Regions from separate parts of the Zea mays genome. Here region 2 is linked to region 1. Evidence: chromatin contacts called from public Hi-C data. All regions are on one chromosome and are shown on one strand. The core of a region is the stretch at or near the end of the contact, and the rest is flanking DNA. Distances in the headings are between cores, read along the strand shown.

Region 1 (4,488 bases), core at 1,641-4,140:
AATTACTTCCCAACCTGCGAAAGGTGTAGATTACAAGTTAAGGGATATCTGAAAAGTCCCAAATGGGCAGACAGAGAGGTAATAGCAGGATGTCTTTCCTCTTCAAAAAGCAAACAGAACATCAACTGGTAATAGATCTCCAACAGCCAAATAGGATAAATGAACTGCTCCTAGTAGTTAGAAAGACCTTCCATTCTAGCGCAAACTGCATCAAGGAACCTCAAACTTCTACTGATAAAATAAGACAACAAATTTAGTAGGAACAACATCATGCAATCAAGCATTCTAGTGAATTTAAGCAAACAGACTCTTGTGGTATACAACCTAATTTCCAAGACAACATGTTACAAGAAGCTAAGTGTATACAAGCAAAAGTATTTTTTTTTACATTACAGGAGTTCCTTTTGGAACTGCAAGAAGCAAATAGCAGACATGCTTTATCCAATTGTGAATTTTTAAGTAAAAACCTCATCGACCACAACCAGAATGTGACTCACTCTTTTTTCCTCCTCTACATTTTAAATCCTAAACATGAAAGGCAACCTGAGCCTATATATTCAAGTGATGCAACATGTCTCCAATAATGTTTGGAAGTGGATTCCTACCAAGGCATCGAAATAGTACAAAGGGAAAATGGCAATGCCATGAAAGAACAGGTTGTGCCAGTGTAGGAAATGAGAACATAGAATGGAATTCCCAGGACACCAGGACTGGAACATCCAACTGTACCTAACCAAAGAGAATGGACAAACTAGGTTAGTAGTTTCTACTGCACTGCTTCCTAAATGTGAACTATCCTCTGCTAATGGATCTTTTTATTTCTGCAACACCAAACACATGGGAAATGAATGAGACCAAAACATGCAGCATAATTTGTGAAGCATTTCTGCATTGTTACTATATGCCCCAAGCTCCTAAACAGAGTATCAAGAATGAATCAGTGAACAAAGAATTTGCACACGCTAAAAAAGCTTCATGACCAAGAATGTGCATACAACTACAAAGGGAGTGGAGAAATACATGAACTGCAAGAGAAAATAAGAACATGCCTTTCTTCCAACATTGCAGATCCCTCCTCGAATATTTCTTCCACTGAACCCAATGAAGCAGATTTGCTGAGCTTTCCAACAGAACTATGAGACCTTTTACCAAAAATAAGATGCTTCAACTTGTTCTGATTTTTCTTTGGAGACAATGCTGGTGGTGTTGAACAATGATCAGATGGGATGATGTCGACAACCACACATGTGGTGTCATCTTTCAGCCCACTTGTCTTCAGAGCTTGCTGGACAAGCAAGATGGTTACTAATTAGACGATTGAGATAATAAAGTACAGGATGATGTAATAGCCCAGCCACATTTATAATCACCTTAACAACAAGTTTTGCAGCCAGTTCTGCACGTAATCCCCGGCACGCCTGAGCAGCACTCTCTGAGGACAGAGCGTCCCATATTCCATCTGATGCAATTATTAGTCTTCCACCAGTATTTGGGAGCTACAATTACCAAAAGAAAACCACATGTTAACAAAGGATATGTTAAGAGCTAAATTCTTTCCTTTTAACCAAAACTCATGATTTCACCTTCACTTGCTTGACATGTGGAATCGGTACAATGAACTCGCCGACATCAGTATCCCCAATTGACCTTGAAAGGCACAATCCACCTGGCCAGCATCGGAGAGGACCCACCTAAAAAAGGGAGAAATTAATTAAAAAATCCCATGCAGAAATGTTTCCAAAGCATAGAGCTCATATTGTATCCTAGAATCCTTCTTCATCAAAATGACTGAGCAGTGAGCACTACCTCCTGTCCACCACAGAGATTAAGCCGGCTGACCTCTCCTCCACTCGCTGTGACGCGCTCACGCTCCTCTGCATTCTCCTCTAGCCGGTGATCCACAGTCAGCAATGAGACCTCGCCTCCCTGTGTATCCAGAATGCACCTAGAATCTCCCACCGACGCCACAGTGACCGTGAACCCATCAACCACAACAAGTGTCGCCGTCGTTCCTGACGTCTCACCTGCACCAGTTCCCAGAATTAGCATCTTTTCAGCGAGGTTAGCCCAGATACTCAACGGCATTGCAGTTGAAAGGAAGCCAAAGATCACTCGGTGAGTTGGTGCCATCTACCCTTGCGCTGGAAGTCAATGTCTGTCTTGACGAATCCTGCGACGAGCGCGCGCGGCAGCGCCTGTAGCCAGTCCTCGCGACTGATGCCCTCGGGCACCGCGCTCATCACGTGCTCCAGCAATTTCTCCTTGCTGAACACCGCCGCCGACACGCCATTGTGGCCGTCGAATACCTGCGAACCGCAGATCCGTCAAACCAAACAAACAGACCATCACATCACCGAACCCAAACGAGACACCAAAAGAATATCTTAGGGGGAAAAGTGGGCCTACAGCGAAGACGGAGAAAGAGGAGGAAGGGTCTCCGGGGACGCGGAGGCAGTCGGGCTTGACGAGGAAGTAGTCCTCGCCGCGCTTGGCGAAGCCAGAGTGGCCGTAGCGCACGTGCGGGCGCTCGGTACCGTCGCCGCGGAGCTCGCGGCCGATCAGAGTGGCCAGGGGCAGCGCCGGGGAAAGATTTCCCTCGCTGGCGGCGAACGCCATCGCAGCCTCGCGCCGCGGTCCTACAGAAGAAGCGCCCTTCCAAGAGCCGGCCGAAACGGCGGCATTTTCCGCGCGGAAAATGCTCTGGTCAGAGGTCACTGCGGGGGATACGGCGAGCGGGATCTGGGATCACGCGAGTCGCACACGGATTTGGAGGCAATGGCGACGCAATGCCGTCGGCGACGCGCTTGGATTTTGGGGATTTGGCGAGGGCCGTGAACAGAGGGACGGCAAAAGGGGACGAGGATTTTAATCAGCTGATCAGAGAGTGAGAAGGTGCAGGATCGTATCGAGATTTTAGCGTAAAACAGGGTGGTTCGTGCAAAATCACCGGCCAGTGCAGTCACTGGTCAGCCCCAGCTCAGGCAGCCAGCCGTCAGCACCGCCGCAGCCCCAGGGCTGCGTGTGCTGCTTGATTAAGTGGTGGTCAATGGTGGTTTACAGCTTTCGGGATTAAGAAAAGCGTGTCTACAGTGGATTTTGTTGCTGTCGTCTCGTGGTCACCGTGTCGGTATCTACTTGTTATGTCTTGGTGTCAGGTGACTAGAGACTCATGTCATGTGCCATGCCATTCCAGCAAGGCAGCAAGTCAGCATGTCCACATGCAGTTGCAATAAAAATAATCGCAAAGGTATAGACAAAGTATTCACAAAATCTATCGATGTAATACCATTTTTACGTAGGAATAAAAAAATATTTATTCAAAAGTAAAGTACATTATTCAACCAATCAACCAACATCCACCTTATATGATAGTTTGATTTTTTAACCTTAAACTACAAATAAATAGGGTAACATACGTCCTTTAAGTTTTAAATTAACTATTATAGCTAGATAAATTTAGGGCCTGTTTGTTTACCTCCATGGATTATATAATCTGGATTATTTTTGGAGGATTATATAATTTGGATTATATAATCTGAGTAGTCCTGTTTGTTTACCCAGATTATTTGAGTTGTTAATAGGATTCTTTTGTATGAGGAAGACAAGAATGCCCTCTATATTTGTACTAGGTTGAAACTCATATATATATATATATATATATATATATATATATAAAATAATTCAATTGACATTGGCAAATATTGCATTAGCAATATTATCACGGAAGGCATTCATGTCACCTTCTTCATCCCCAAATTGACTAGTACTAGGCGCAAAAACGATTCGGTGGATTATAATGGCAATGGTGGGTAATTTCTAGGAAACTTGAAAGGGTAGTGGGGAAGTGGGAAAAAATAATCTGAAATAAGCACCTCCTCACTTGCTTATGGATTATCATAATCCAAAGGGTTAGATTATATAATCTGGACAAATAAGCTGGACTGTTTGTTTGCCTCTTAGGATTATTTAATCCAGATTATATAATCCGGGGGTAAACAAACAGGCCCTTAGTCTTCGTTTTAAAACTGGTTTTCTATTTAAAAAACGGTTCAACCTTTAAAAAGTCATTAATAGTTTATTTTAAACAAAGAATAAACCTATTGCCAATTTTCTTCTAAAAATATTATGTATTTGTAACTATCTATTTGAAACCGTTTAGATTTTGTTTATTTTAAATAAATAGCTAGTATTGTCAGCATTTGGTGGAGGTCATGCATTGAAATGCTAACAAAATGTCTTTTAAGAATCCATCGACAAAAGATAGATCCACAATGAATCTAGCTTAGTGCCAATTTAACATCTTGGGGCCCTACGTCTTGGGGGCAAGCCATGTGTCGACCAACCCTACAAGCCAAGGCCTTTACGTAGGAGCTCTCGACACTCCCCATTCCCCAACACGCCATCGGTACAGGATGATCCTAGGTGGCATGACCGCGAAAACGTGTGCACCCCAACTAAGTTGATCACACAACGTCGGGTGGTTGAGAT
Region 2 (4,108 bases), core at 28-2,527, 360 kb before region 1:
TATACCATCAATCTATGGAATTCATTAGAAGAATTGAGAAAGGTAATCCTTCTCTGTTTCAGCACTGGCCAGTTATTATGTGTCACTGGATGTCTCGAGTCTCGACAACATATGGATGCTCAACTGAGCAACAAATTGCGGAGCAAATTGCAGAACATAAACTTTTGCAGGCCTACCATACAATAATGTCTGGCTCGGTACTCAAAGTAGGATATTGCTATACTCAAACATCCAAACCAAATGACCAGGTACAAATCAAAGTCTTGCAATACACGGAAATAATATAAGGATGCATTACCATTTTTTTGCCGTAGAAATCAAAGTCTTGCAATCCACGGAAAGCATTGGTAGCAGCTGTAATCTCGCTAAACACCACCCATGCCTGCCCTCTCAGTTTCTGTGTTTTCAGAGCCACCACATCCAGTATCCTTCCATACTGCGAGCACAGGGCATAAAGCGATCTCTTCAACTCTGCGCGGAAGAGAATCACACGTTTCGGCAATGAACAAAACGATGGTTGATGCTGATTAAACAAAATCAAGACATCGTATTCATGAACACATTTAGGAGGCTTTGGTCACTGGGCAGGGATATTACTCGGCCACACATATGACTCCCCAGTACAACCGACACTACACCCCAGACCTTTTGAGCTGGGTCGTCGGTACGCCATCACGGCAAACGCGCTATGTTCTTGTTCTGTGGAAGAAGGCAAGGATTTAACGAATTTCTACCGAGCCAGTGGATCAAAACGCGCTTAAATATGCCACTGGATTTCTGGCATACAGATAGCAAGAGTTCTCCCTAGACCCTAATGTCGAAAGCAGACATGGCCCAGTGAGAGAGAGACATATAGTTATTAAAGCATAATCAAAACCTATCAATCTCGAACTGTGCCTGCAGCCAAAATCTCAGAACACTGAATCATTTATCTATCTGTTCCGAACCTATCGATTCTGAACTGCACACACGACGGAGCTAACCGAATCCTAGAGCGACGCGACGCCGAGCAAATTCCCAGATCGAGAACCTAGGGTTTTAGGAGGAATTTTTAGGCGTGTGCAGGCGGATGAGAGCGGTACCTTCTTTCTTGACCTTCTCGTTGAGGTTGTTGAGGTAGATGGTCTGGTTTGGGGGGATGTCGGCGGACAGCATCTCGTCTACCTCCTCCGCTGCTGCCGCCGCCGCCGCAGACGAAAAACGCAGAGATTGGTGGTGGTGGTGGTGGTGCTTTCGGTTTCGGGCCGGGAAGCTCTTGCCGCGCGAGAGAGCGTGTTGGGTTCTTTTCCTCTCTCTCTCTCTTTTCTGGTGTGTCCGAATAGGTGGGCCTAGGCTGTGTATTTGGGGCTGGGACACTACGGCTGGCCTGTTTGTGGGTTGTGGGCGGAATAGTTCTGGGCCGAATAGCGTCCTGGCTTCGGAAACGGTTTCTGGACCAACCAGATTGCTGCGGAGAAGGATGGGTTACGGAACTGAAGCATCTGTCTATTTGACATCAGCAATATGACCATGATCAGACATTCAGACTTAGGTGTTGCTCAAACAATTGCAAGAGACCAGTTGCCAAAGCAGCCTAGTAAGAGGCCATGCAGCGTTCCTGGAAGCTGGCTGTTCGCTTCGTCGATCCATGCATCACTCCGTCGATATAACTCGGTCACCGTTGCAACAGACCAGTCGATATAACTCGCCTCGCCGGACAGCAGCATCTCCTCAACCTCATGCATCTGGAAGGATGCCCGGAATTGGATTCATCCGCATGCATGCTTGCTCGTTCGTTCAAACTTTGCAGGCTCCTGGTGCTGGTAAAAAAAAAGGAAGGTTTATTTTTGACTCGAACCAACAACCAAAGCGAAGAATGAACGTGCGCCTAGAAAGAATTTTATGCCTCGTATCGAACCAAATCAAAGAATGGATATGGATGTGCATGTTCAAATCCAAGACCAAGAGCGACTGAGCGAGTTCATTATTATTCTACGAACCTTATGCCGGATGCTCGCACTTCGCACCGCCCGACAGGAGCAGGGTACAGTGTGTTGATACTTGCTGCTCATGATTATGTTCACTGCGACTTTAAACTAGTTGTTTAAACTGATGCAGCTATAAATACTATTTATGATTCTAGCTTCGTCCTAGGCGCTGCGCATCAGCAGTTAGGCATGCCGTGCACGTGCAGTCGCCAGCAAGTTACAGCATGACAAGGCATACGTGACCTTATTAGAATGTACTGATTGAGTGATTGACGTGATATATGATCATAATTCAAACTTAAGTTTTCGTTTTCAAATCTGTCCATTTTAACCCTAATCCACCAGACTACAAGTTACACTCAATTTTGATATTAAGTAAGTAGTATACATGGTTTCTTATTCAGACGCCATGAATAATATAGTAGTGTAGTATGTGGTTTCTTATTCAGATGGTACCCTGCCATCACGAATTTCATGTTCGCCCAGATGCGAAAATGTCGTCTGGATATTGCATAGAATAAATATAGCATCGTTCCATTTTAGCCCTTGTTCGGTTATTCCCATTATACATGGATTGAATGGGATTGGAATTTTTTTTGAAGAACTTTGACTTGCTTGGGATTTAAACCCACCCAATCCCACTCAATCCACATGGATTGAGAGCTAACCGAACAAGCCCTTAGCAATTCAGGATCCCGTGGCTTTGATGCTGTCGGGGACCATAATTAGGGGTACCCTCAAGACGCCTAATTCTCAGCTGGTAACCCCCATCAGCATAAAGCTGCAAAGGCCTGATGGGTACGATTAAGTCAGGAATCAGTCCACATGAGTGACTCGATCACGCTTCACCCGAGCCTAGCCTCGGCCAAGGGCAGCCGACCTCGAGAGACTTCCGTCTCGCCCGAGGCCCCCCTTTTTACGGCGGACACATCACCGGCTCGCCCAAGGCCTTGACTTCGCTCAGAAGCAACCTTGACTAAATCGCCACACCGACTGACCAAATTGCAGGAGCATTTAACGCAAAGGTGGCCTGACACCTTTATCCTGACACGCGCCCCCGGCAGAGCCGAAGTGACCGCCGTCACTCCACCGCTCCACTGGCCAGTCTGACAGAAGGACAGCGCCGCCTGCGCCACTCCGACTGCGCTGCCGCTCGACAGAGTGAGTCTAACAGGCAGTCAGGCCTTGCCAAAGGCGCCACGGCGAACTCCGCTCCGCCCGACCCCAGGGCTCGGACTCGGGCTAAGACCCGGAAGACGGCGAACTCCGCTCCGCCCGACCCCAGGGCTCGGACTCGGGCTAAGACCCGGAAGACGGCGAACTCCGCTCCGCCCGACCCCAGGGCTCGGACTCGGGCTAACACCCTGAAGACGACGAAACTCCGCCTCGCCCGACCCCAGGGCTCGGACTCCGCCCTGGCCTCGGCCGAACGACTTCCGCCTCGCCCGACCCCATGGCTCGGGCTCGGCCTCGGCAACAGAAGACAGACTCGGCTTCGGAGGAGCCCCCACGTCACCCTGCCTAGGGCACAGACCCACCACGTCAACAGGAAGCGCCATCATCATCCTACCCCGAATCGACTCGGGTCACGGAGAACAAGACCGGCGTCCCATCCGGCCAGCTCCGCCGGATGGGCAATGATGGCGCTCCACAAACTCTATGACGACGGTGGCCCCCAGCTCTCTTACGGAAGCAGGACGACGTCAGCAGGGACTCGACCGCTCCAACAGCTGTCCCTCCGCCAGGCTCCGACGCACCTCCGACAGCCACGACATCACGCCAGCAAGGTGCCAAGATCTCTCCGGCTGCCACATTGGCATGTACCTAGGGCACTAGCTCTCCCTCCGCTAGACACGTAGCACTCTGCTACACCCCCCATTGTACACCTGGATCCTCTCCTTACGACTATAAAAGGGAGGACCAGGGCCTTCTTAGAGAAGGTTGGCCGCGCGGGACCGAGGACGGGACAAGCGCTCTCTTGGGGCCGCTCGCTTCCCTCACCCGCGTGGACGCTTGTAACCCCCCTACTGCAAGCGCACCTGACCTGGGCGCGGGACGAACACGAAGGCCGCGGGACTTCCACCTCTCTCACGCTCGACTCCGGCCACCTCGCCTCTCCCCCCTTCGCGCTCGCCCACGCG

Evidence for each region. A called contact is a pair of places that touch in the nucleus more often than the background predicts.
Region 2: a contact with region 1 is called in a Hi-C map of endosperm, with 2.4 times the contacts expected there. The contact joins the promoter of LOC100283511 here to the promoter of LOC100283184 in region 1. A contact is called at or near these places in 2 of 25 Hi-C or Micro-C datasets (endosperm and tassel).

Annotation. Positions count from the first base shown.
Region 1 is chr9:142,635,454-142,639,941 of Zm-B73-REFERENCE-NAM-5.0, reverse strand. It overlaps LOC100283184, which reads right to left and starts at 2,890. Exons shown (of 7, transcript NM_001156086.2): 1 at 2,407-2,890; 2 at 2,135-2,306; 3 at 1,807-2,024; 4 at 1,584-1,691; 5 at 1,371-1,496; 6 at 1,050-1,285; 7 at 1-14. The coding sequence starts at 2,616.
Region 2 is chr9:142,995,836-142,999,943 of Zm-B73-REFERENCE-NAM-5.0, reverse strand. It overlaps LOC100283511 (spliceosomal protein), which reads right to left and starts at 1,277. Exons shown (of 5, transcript NM_001156411.2): 1 at 1,083-1,277; 2 at 299-471. The coding sequence starts at 1,155.